Regions from separate parts of the Mus musculus genome. Here all the other regions are linked to region 2. The links are chromatin contacts, called in public Hi-C and HiChIP or PLAC-seq maps. All regions are on one chromosome and are shown on one strand. Each heading gives the region's core, a stretch centred on a gene start, on an enhancer-like site or on the middle of the called end of the contact. The rest is flanking DNA. Distances are from core to core; before and after follow the strand shown. Region 1 holds the start of Cxcr1 (chemokine (C-X-C motif) receptor 1). Region 2 holds the start of Cyp27a1 (cytochrome P450, family 27, subfamily a, polypeptide 1). Region 3 holds the start of Dnajb2 (DnaJ heat shock protein family (Hsp40) member B2).

Region 1 (3,495 bases), core at 461-2,960, 520 kb after region 2:
ATTATAACAGGCAATAAGCGTGAAAATGTTAAATTTTAAACGCAATTCTTTGTAAACCACTTGCAGGAAAAGTTCATCTTGACATGCATAGAATAGGCAATTTTGTGTACGTGGGTGTTGTGCCTGCACGGACATCTGAGCACCGTGTGCATGTGCTGCCCTCAGAAGCCAGCAGAGGGCATCAGATTTCCCCTGAGACTGGAGCTACAGACCTTTTGAAGCTACCATGTGGATGTTGGGGACCAACCTTGAGTCCTCCAGAAGAGCAGGCCATGTTCTTTTATTTGTTTGTATAATGTTTATGAGCACACTGTCGCTGTCTTCAGACACACCAGAAGAGGACATCGGATCCCATTACAGATGGCTGTGAGCCATCATCTGGTTGCTGGGAATTGAACTGGGAATTGGAAGAACAGTCAGTGCTCTTAACTGCCGAGCCATCTCTCCAGCCCACAGTCTGTGCTCTTAACCCAGTCAGCCATTTTTCCATCCCTACCAAGTTTTCTTATACAGACCAGGGCCACCTGCTTGGGGATGGTGCCTCCCACAGTGGGCTGGGCCCTCCTACATCAATTAGAGATCAAGACAATCTTCCACAGATATGCCCACAGGCCTGTCTGATCTGAGAAATCCCTCAATTGGGATTCCCTTCTCAGATGACTCTAGGTTGTGTTTAGTTGATAGTTCAAACTAACCAGTCCACTGAACCCTAGGAATAAAGTCAGGGGTCAGCTGTGAGTTGCTCAGGGACTTCTCAGGCAGCTTCCTAAAGAAGCTGTCCTTCAGTACCAAATGGGGAGCAGTAATGGCATCACCCCCAGATGGTCTTTCACTGTTTTCCCAGCCCTCATGATCTTCTGATAGACTTCAGGGAAGGAGTGGCCATGCCCCAAACCTCAGCTCTACTGTAACCAAGCAATAATTGGAAGTAAAAGAGAGTGTAAAGGAAAGGTTTTCCTTCCAAAATCTCTACCACATGACCCTAAAGATGCCTATAAATATAAGTGAAAATGGCGTGCTTATAGCTGGGCATAGTGGTGTATACTTGTAATGCCAATATTTGGGAGAGAGATGAAGGTTTATGGACTTAAGGTCAGCATGGGCTATGAGAGACTCTGTCTCAAAACAAAACAAAACAAAACAAAACAAAACAGCAAGCATTGGGGTTGCAGGTGTAGCTCAGCGGTAGGATACTTGTCCCAGCATGCACTGGGTCCTGGGTTCTATTCCAGCACCAACATAAATGTCTGCGTGCTGTCCAAACACAGCTTAAGTGTAGACCCTACCACCAGCTTTCCGCTAAGTTCTCCTTTAGACTCCCTAAGTCTTTCCCACCGTGGACTTCTGAAACTTCTGTTATAGGAAGTCTGTACTGCCCCCTTTCTTATTCCCCTTGGGAAGTTAGAAACTTCTCAAGGTAATCTATTAGGAAACTTAGGGGTGGCACGTGCAGGTAAATTCAAGAAACTGAAGATGGTAGAAGTGATCATCTATGGAGGGAAGGAGTTAGAGAGAACACCCTTAACTGCAGGGTCACCCTGCTAAGCCTACGGAACTCAGAATCTCTGATACTGCCGGGCCCCATGACTTCATCTGTACCCAAATGCAGATGTGGGCGGGGCTCTAGGGGGAGGTGTGGTTTCTCCCTCTTTCTTTTATTCATCCAGTCCCTTCGGTTGTTTGATCATTCTGTTTCCTGAGCTGCAGGCTCCTCCCGCACACAAGGAACGGACCCAGCTGGTGCCTCAGGTAGGACGCCTGTGTCAGCTGTGTGTCAGTCCACATGTTGGGGTAGGAAGGCTTGGTCCAACTTTATTTTAGAAAACACACTGGTTTCTGTGGGACTAAGGGATTTCTGATAAATGGTTTCTTGTCCCCTCACTGTGTCTAGGTACGCAACTCTGACTTCCTAGGTGCTTACGGTCACAGCCCCCCTCCCCTCAGCCATTGCTTTTTATTGCTTTCCTGTTATGTGGCTGCAGTGAACAGTTTCCTGGCTCAGTGTTGATTGCTTCTCTCTAACCTTCATCTTCTGTGAAGATGCAAACTCTGGCACTGAGAGAGCATCCCAAGGGGTAGGGATGTGGTTGCCCTTGCCATAGAATCCAAGGCCTGGAAGCTGGGAGAGCTCCCTATCTTCCCACAATCTGCAGTTGATAAGTGGAAATCTTTGGGGATTAAAGGCCCCAGGTAAGGTAGCCATTGAGAGTGGGCATTAGGTAACTGTATCCTCATCTTAAACTCAGTTAACTTCTAAATACTTCCAGATTACAGAGCCCTGGTGTTGGGTAGAGGTGCACACGTGTTCTCATGTCTCAAGTGTGTGTGTGTGTGTGTGTGTGTGTGTGTGTGTGTGTGTGCAAGTGTGCAGGACTATATACAGAGGCCAGAGGCTAGAGGACAATTTTAAGGAGCTGGTTTCCTTCTTCCATCATAGATTCTGGGAGCAAACTCAAGGTGTCAGGCTTGTGTGACAAGCTCTGCCGAGGTATCTCACCAACCCTTGACATGCATTTAAAATTTTTCTATTTCACGCTTAATGTGTGTGTGAGCTTAGGTGTGGAGGCCAGAGAATAACCTACATGAGGTAGTTCTTTCCTTCTACCATGTGGGCTCTGGGGATCAAGTTCAGGTTTTCGGCTTGGCAGCACGCAGGCACCTCACTGAATCATTGCTTTGGCCTCTTCTGTGTGCTTTTGACGCGATGTTTACAACTGTGAAAGCTGGAGACAATCTCATCAGAAGACAAGGCGCAGAGTACAGTGTAATGTAATCTGAAGTTATCACCTCTTTCTCCAGGTAGGTTTTAAGAAAGGCAAACAAGGGGCTGGGGAGATAGCTCAGTGGTTAGGAGCATGGAGTGCTCCTGAGGATTTGGTTCCTAGGACCCACTTTGGGCAGCTCGCTACTCCTGGTAGCTCCAGTTCCAAGGGATCAGATGCCTTCTTCTGACCTCTACATATAGACACACAGACAAGTTCATATGCACTTATACATAAATAAAAGCAATGAAAAATAATATGTCTTTACAAAAATTGCAAACAATAATGAGGGGGCATATATAAGACATAAGGTTGGAGGGGACGCCCAGATACACCTTGCCTCCTTCCGTTTGCTGTGTGCTGGCTCTTCCCTGAGTGTAAGAACAACCTGGTGACTGTATCTGAACCCAGGGGCGTGGCTGAGGACAAAGATGGTTAAGAGGAGACAAGGAAGAGCTGGGCATAGAGTTGAGAACTGTAGAGCCAACTGAAGGCAAAGGTATCTCCCATGGGTTTTATTCTATACTCAGACTGACTGTCCAAGGACTTTGACAGCATTAGGAAGCTAACCTACCAAAGTTCAAGTTGAAGGCAAAGGGGGTGAACTTTGGTTGTCAAGGCAACAGAGAAGCCAATACTACCCCCTCAACACTCACAACACTTGAATTTGGTTACTAAATCTTATCTCTCTTTCTTACCTTTCACCTAGATCAAACAATGGCCGAGGCTGAAT
Region 2 (3,538 bases), core at 185-2,684:
TCTCTCTCCCTCTCTCCCTCTACCCTCTCTCCCTCCCTTCCTCCCTCCCCCCTCCCTTCTGTTCTCACTATGTAGCACTGGCTAGCCTATGTAGCATGGGCTAGCCTGTAATTTATACAGATTCTAATGCCTCTCCCTCCTGATTTCTGGGATTAAAGGTAAGTGTTGCGCCACCATGCCAGGCTTCCTGCTTGCTTGCTTGCTTGCTTGCTTGCTTGCTTGCTTGCTTGCTTGCTTGCTTACAATTTGTATTCTTTTTAACTATGCACGTGTGTGTCAGCAGGTATGTGCTCATGAGTGCATGGTCCTGGAAGGGCAGAGACATCAGATTCCCCTGGGTGGTTGTAAACTGACTGACAAGGGTGCTGACTGACTCAGGTCCTCTGGAAAAGAGAGATGTCCTCCTAACCATGGAGCCCTCTCTCCAGTCCCAGGGAATGGTTTGTTTTGCTTTGTTATTTTAAATCATCTCTCAGTACCTCCTGAGTCTGACAGGGATAGCTACACAGACAAACTTTCCTGGCTGCTGGATTTCTCTTTCTCTGTCCCCATCCTCACCCTCCTCTCCGTCTGGCAGGGTGTCGAGGTGCAATTACATCAGAAATTCCTTTGCCTGCTCCCTAATGTGTTTTCTTTCACTCCCTGAGAAGCAATCTTTTTTTGTTTTTTGTTTTTTTCTTCTGTGGACAAATGTGTCCTACAGATTGCAAAGTAGCTTCCAAAGTTAACTCCTTTGGAAGAAGCAGGAGGGGAATGGCATCTCTGAAGTAACAGGGTTCCCCCAACACCGGGCACTGTATACACTAGCATGAGTCATTCTCTCCCAACGCAACCTCTTCCTTTCCCAACTTGTGCCCACCACATTGATGATGATCTCTTGATCGGTGACACCCATCGCCTGTTTTAGCTCAAAGGATTCTCTCTGCACCCTGCATGCCCTTCCAGTTTATGGCTCGAGCCTCAGACAGTGGCGAGCTAAGTTCTATTTACTGTTTATCCCTCTTCTCTCCCATAGCCAGCTTCTTTTTCTGTCCCAGTGCCCAGACCCAGGTGGCGATGCCTCTGTCCGATGGTTACCTGGAGGTCGGGCAAGTGCAGCACATAGCCTTGTAGAAATAGCTGGAATAAAAATTGTAGCGTTCCGGTCCCCGGAAGCTCCGCCGGACTCCGCAGGCGCGGCCGGTCTTGACCTGTTCCTGGACCCTCCGTACTCTCCTGTGCCTGGAGGGCTGCAGGGATCGTGGCCTTGGCTCTGGCCCCTTGTGGGCAGAGGCCACGGCCCACCACACGCGGGTCCAGGAGCGTCCATCTCAGCCTCGTGCGGCTCCACGCAGCCATGGATCGTGCCCGAGAAGCCAAGAGTTTAGATCCAGAGACTATGAGCCCTATCCAGGCAAGGAGGCAGACAGAACTCGGGCTTTGCGACCTGGCGACTTTAAAGGCAGAGGTGGTCCCGGGGCGGGCCAATAGAGGACTAGCCAGATCCTTTCATAACCCCTTCCAATCAGGATCTGTCCTGAACACACAAACGCCGCCTTCTCCAGCTGCAAGACCTCTACTAAGAAGGCAGGCAGAGGTGGACAAGATGAACTAGGGAGCTCTCTGGAGTTAGCAGCCTCCTCATCCACGGACTCTCAAGAACTTCGCTGGCTCTCAGTCGTGAGATGGAGCACAGCAGTCAACTTCCAAGTCCCTCAGGCCCCACCCAGCTAGGCTTGCCTTTGCTTGACCTGCAGAGCGCCATCTCTGGTGTCCCTCACTTTCCAGATGGCCCGGGAACGCGCTGCTGTTCCCCAGAGGCTGAAGCTGATTGTGGACCTGGGACAGCAGTCACGTGAGGCCCAGAGAGGAGGAAAAACAAAACAAATTGCGGTATTAGGGATTTTTTTTTTTTAAGAGTATCATTTCTGCTTTTGAGAACAGATTTGGGGATTTGATTTTGTTTTCTTTTTCCCGTTTTGTTTTGTTTGAAGACGTGTAGGCCAGGCTGGGCTCAATCCTCCACCTTCCTGCCCCAACCTCCAGAGTGCAGGCATTAAGGATTTTGAACCAGTTATGGTTGCGCAAGCCTCTAATTTCAGCATTTGTGAGGCAGAGGCAAGTGAACTCTGTGAGTCCCAGGTCAGCCTGGTCTACATAGCAAGTTCCAGGTCAGCTAGAGGTAGATAATCAAACTCTGTCTCAAAAAACAAAAAACAAAAAACAAAAAACAAAAAAACTAAACTAATAACAACAATTTTTTAAAAAGAGGAAGGGCTGAAGAGATGGCTGCTCTTCCAGAGGGGAAGTTCACAGCCTCCGAAACCCCTCTGTGTGCACCAAGCATGCAAGTGGCACACAGACAATATGCAGGAAACACACCCATACACATACCATAAGTTTTTAAATTTGTATTTTTAAAAAGGACTGCCTACCTACATGGCCTGGCTTCAGACTATTCCAATAAAGCAAAAAGAATAAAATGGGACAGAAAATTTGCCCCAAAGGGGGAAAAATAACCAAGTGTTGTTTCATGAACTGTTTTATGTATATTGGAAGTTTCGTTTTCTTTTGTTGTTGTTGGGTTGTTTGGTTGGTTTGAGACAGGGTTTCTCTGTGTAGCTCCAACTGTCCTGGACCTTGTTCTGTAGACCAGGCTGGAACTCAAGAGACCTGCCTGCTTCTGTCTCTAAGTGCTGGAATTAAAAGTGTGTACCACCGGGCTGGTGAGATGACTCAGTGGGTGAGAGCACCCAACTGCTCTTCCGAAGGTCCCAGCAACCACATGGTGGCTCACAGCCACCCATAATGAGATCTGATGCCCTCTTCTGGTGCGTCTGAAGACAGCTGCAGTGTACTTACATATAATAAGTCAATCAATCAATCAATAAATCTTTTTTAAAAAAAAAAAGTGTGTCCCACCATGCCTGGCTAGAAGTGTAGTTTTCATAAAGTTAAAAACACAGGGCTATAGATGTGGCTCAGAGCACTTGTGGCTGTTGTAGAGGACTTGGGTTTGAGTCCCACCACCTGTATGCTGAATGGACAGGTAGACACAGGTGGTTCACAACCATCCATAACTCCAGGGATCAGCTGTCCTCTTCCAATTTCCATGGCAACCAAACATGCACATAGTTCACATACATACATGCAAGGAAAAAAAATTACGTAAGATTAAAATGAATAAATCTGATTTTATTTTTTAATGAAAATGAAGACTCGTGCAAATGCAAATGCATCACAGGGACTGGGGATATGGTTCGGTGGAAGAGAACGTCCCTAGTATGATGGAGTCCTGTGCTTAATCCCCGGTATCGTCAGCCACACAGTGAGTTCTGAGGCCCACAGACATTACATGAGACCCTGTCCCAGAGGCAATAAGAAACAAGCAGAGGCTCAGTGATGATTTAATCAGGAAATGTAGAAATCAAAAAGATGGGAAAGCAGGTTCTAATATCACGTGGAGTTTTGTTTTGTTTTGTTTTTTTGCCACCCGGAAGGAGGAAGCAGGCATACTGATTTCAAATAACTCGACTGGCAGGTAATGTGGCTAGGTGTG
Region 3 (3,547 bases), core at 86-2,585, 520 kb before region 2:
GCTATGACCTTCCCCGATCAGGACCCAAATTGCTCTTCAGACCCTGCTAGACAGACATAACATGGAGGCGATTAAACACTATCTAAAATAAAATCATGGAGGAGACGGGATGGAGGCGTGGCTTTAGGAAGGAGTACCAAGAATGAATGGAAGCAGGGGGACATGCCGGTCCCTGCAGGACCCCAAGCCTTACTGTCAGATAGTACTTCATAGGCCTCTGCCACCTCCTTAAATTTTTTTTCAGCAAATTCTTTATTATCCGGGTTCTTGTCTGGGTGCCACTGCAGAGCCTTCTTTCGGTACCTGCAGGAAGTGAGTGCAGAGGGAGGGTCAGGAGACTGATGTAGGCTTTGCCCACCGACTACCCTTTTTGCTTAGTCCAACACCCTTTCACTGCCCCGATCCCAGAATACCTCACGACTGCAGCCTGTATTCAGGGGTTTCTCTCCCTGTGGTGTGCCAGGGATATGAGTAAAAAGGAAAGTCCCTGCCATAAGCCCTTTCTTGGGGTTCTTTTGATAGAGCTATCTATAGCCACAGGGAGAGTGGAGACACTGTCCTGTCTCATAGCCTGGGCATTTTAGCACTGCAACCTGGGCAAGCCCACATGTAGGAGCTGGAGGAGAGGGGAGCTGGGTGTATAGAGGACGCTAAAGAAGGTCAGCTCTTCTTCCCTGGCTGGACTTGGTCTTCGTACTTTCCCAAGGGTCTCCTTCCTCCCTTCAGCCAGACCTCTAAAGGGCCCCTGGCACTCAGGGGGGCGGGGAACAAGGGTCAGAGCCTTTCTGTAACACAGCCGAGGCACTTACGCCTTCTTGATGTCATCAGGGGACGCACTCCGCGGTACGTCTAGAATCTCGTAGTAGGATGCCATGGCAACTCAGCGTCAGACGTCCCTCCTCCAGGCTGCGGGAGAGAAGGGGTCAGGCCGACAGAGGCACCGCAGCTCCGTGCGGCCGCAACCCCGGGCAGGCAGGCGACACTTCGAGGTGGAATCGGGCCGGGGAGCCACGCCTGCGGCCAGTGACTAGGCTCCTTCGCAGCCTTTATCTGGTCCCGCAGGCCGGTGCCCAGGGCTATCTCACGGCAGGAGTGGGGAGCCCTACCCGAACCCCCTAAGTCTAGTAACCCGATCTGAACCCCCAACCTGACCCAGCTGGGACCGCACCTCCTCTGCCGGGAGTCCCGCCCCTGCCCCCCGCAGGGGAACCGCCTAGCACCCGCTGCCCGGCTCGCGGCCACTGCGTACGACACGCCAGGCTGGGTTGTGTGCGCAAGCATGCGTCAGCGCCCTGGAAACTACTAGAGACTCAGAGGGCCGGCTCGGCCGGTCACACGAGGGGGCGGGGGCGGGGGGGGCGGGGGCGCTGCAGGGGCTGCTGGGAGATGAGGGCGGAGCCGTTTATTTTAGTTTTTCACCCAGGCGACGTCATTCCCAGGTGGGACTTAGGAGGCTGAAGTCGGCTATATCTTTCCAGCTATGACGCAGTCTCTCAAACACAGGCAGAGGGGCGGTCCGCAAGCTAGGTGCGGGTCCCCTGTCCTGTCGCTGGCCTCTAAAAGTGCTTCACGATCCCTGAGTACTTCCCCCAGGCCATCACCTCCAAGACTCACCGAGTCTCCTCTGGGCCTAACCCTTCTTCATAGCTTAGCTCCAGTGCTAAGTCTTCAAAAGAGGCTGCCCTGGCTCCCCTGAGTAGGTCAGACCTGCTTTTTATAGAGTCTCGTGGCATTTTCTTCTCCACACTGTCAGAGCCACAAATTAACATTTATTTGATGATCATCTATCTCCCCCAGTAGAATGTAAATTATACAAGGTAAGAATTGTGTCCTCCTTCGTTCGTCATCCCCTTAGTCTTTAGTCAGAATTGAAACGTATCAGTTGGACAGCCGAATAACACTTGGAAGACTTTTAACATTTTTGACCTAGAAAGGGTGAGGTAGAAGAGCCTAGTATGAGGAAATTAGTAGACTCAACGTTTCTCTTCCACAGCTGATCGTAAGTAGATCTATTTAGCCTCAGAATGATTTCTGGATTCAGATCTCAGGAAAAGGGAACCTTCCAGAAGTGGGTCTTGTTTTATTCCATCTGGCCAATTCCTAGACATTAGTGTACTGTTTTCTTAGTAGATGCTGCCAGAAGGTACTAAGAATGTAAAGCTATGGGGATAGCTTAGGGGTAGAGTGCTTGCCCAGCAGCCGCCAGACCTTACTTAGCCTCAATTCCCAGCACTGGGGGAGGGATAAAAAATGGCATGGGATGTCACACACACACACACACACACACACACACACACACACACACAGCCTATCAGCAGAACCCACTGGGAAACTCAGAACTCTGAGAGCAGGGAGACCTGGCCTTGCAACCGGATGCTGCTGTGTGACTTGGGAACATCCAAGGCCTGTTTTCCCCCTTAAGTATAGGTAACACCTAGAGTTGTTAGAAGTCAAATGAAGCATGGTTTATGGAAGCTGTTATTAGCATAATGCTTTCTGGTGTCACACATGACCCAAGCAGGAATGGTTGTATGAGTCCAGTCAGTGTTTCAGGACAGGTGACCTGGGGACATCTCATCAAAGCAACAGCTTGAGCACCAACCAAGGGAAGGCTGCCGTCATTTTGTCCCCTTTTCCTGTCTCCCCACCTTCTGAACTCCTGCCTACATCTAGAGACTTCCTACCTACACTTGGGGAATTTTGGTTGTTTCAGCCTTAATAAGAGATGAAGTATCTACCACAGAACTTTGAGGCTCTTGCTTCCCTGATCTAAGGGTGCAGGCACAAGATGAGTTCTGCCAATGAGAAGTCACGACTAAGTGGGACTTCAAATCTGAATAGAGAAAGAGAGATGAAGGTGAAGGTGGCTAAGAATTTGCTTCTGTGTAGTGCAGGTTGCTGTGGGTCCTTCAGCGGCCTCTTGTGCCTGGAGGAGGAAGTGTCTGTCCCCGTGCTGAGGACAGATGATCACTGTCGGGAGGGAGGGGACAGAGCTGCCAGACCTCCTTTGTCACTGCTGTTTGAGGTTTGGCTGCCAGCCCTGCATTGACTGAATCGATGCGAGTTCCATACGTTGCTAATTTGAGGGTGATTTAGTGGCGGGAAATGGTTGATTTAGTTTAGTTTTGCTTTGCTTTGCTTTATTTTGTTTTGTTTTGTTGGTGGTTTAATTTTCTTGGTTAGCTTCTGCTGATTGCAATCGAATTCTGACTGACCCAAGGACCAAGAAGTACTTATATTTGGTTTAAACAAATCAAGAGTAAGTAAATTACTCCAAAATCTTCCAAGTTTTTGCTATTTTTCTCTTTCTCTCATCTCAACACACAGCAGGCTAGCACCTACCAGGAATGTGATATTAAGAAAAGCCAGGCTGGAGAGATGGCTCAGTGGTTAAGAGCACTGACTGTTCTTCCAGAGGTTCTGAGTTCAATTCCCCCACAGGGTGGCTCGCAACCATCTGTAATGGGATCCAATGCCCTCCCTGGTGTGTCTGGAGACAGCTACAGTGTACTCAGAAACATTAAAAAAAAAAAAAAGGATAGAATAG

What was found. A called contact is a pair of places that touch in the nucleus more often than the background predicts. HiChIP or PLAC-seq counts read pairs in DNA pulled down with a chosen protein or histone mark.
Region 1: an H3K27ac HiChIP or PLAC-seq map of hepatocytes shows a contact between it and region 2, with 3 times the contacts expected there. The contact joins the promoter of Cxcr1 here to the promoter of Cyp27a1 in region 2. A contact is called at or near these places in 2 of 115 datasets of contacts at active chromatin or transcription factors (hepatocytes and pancreatic cancer cells).
Region 3: a contact with region 2 is called in a Hi-C map of liver, with 2.1 times the contacts expected there. The contact joins the promoter of Dnajb2 here to the promoter of Cyp27a1 in region 2. A contact is called at or near these places in 2 of 39 promoter capture datasets (cranial neural crest and liver), 1 of 484 Hi-C or Micro-C datasets (liver) and 2 of 115 datasets of contacts at active chromatin or transcription factors (bone marrow-derived macrophages and pancreatic cancer cells).

Annotation. Positions count from the first base shown.
Region 1 is chr1:74,192,846-74,196,340 of GRCm38.p6, reverse strand. It overlaps Cxcr1 (chemokine (C-X-C motif) receptor 1), which reads left to right and starts at 1,710. Exons shown (of 2, transcript NM_178241.4): 1 at 1,710-1,749; 2 at 3,472-3,495. The coding sequence starts at 3,480.
Region 2 is chr1:74,711,431-74,714,968 of GRCm38.p6, reverse strand. Cyp27a1 (cytochrome P450, family 27, subfamily a, polypeptide 1) reads right to left here and starts at 1,434. Exons shown (of 9, transcript NM_024264.5): 1 at 1,078-1,434. The coding sequence starts at 1,338.
Region 3 is chr1:75,234,211-75,237,757 of GRCm38.p6, reverse strand. It overlaps Dnajb2 (DnaJ heat shock protein family (Hsp40) member B2), which reads right to left and starts at 1,335. Exons shown (of 9, transcript NM_001159883.1): 1 at 1,169-1,335; 2 at 810-906; 3 at 194-303. The coding sequence starts at 874.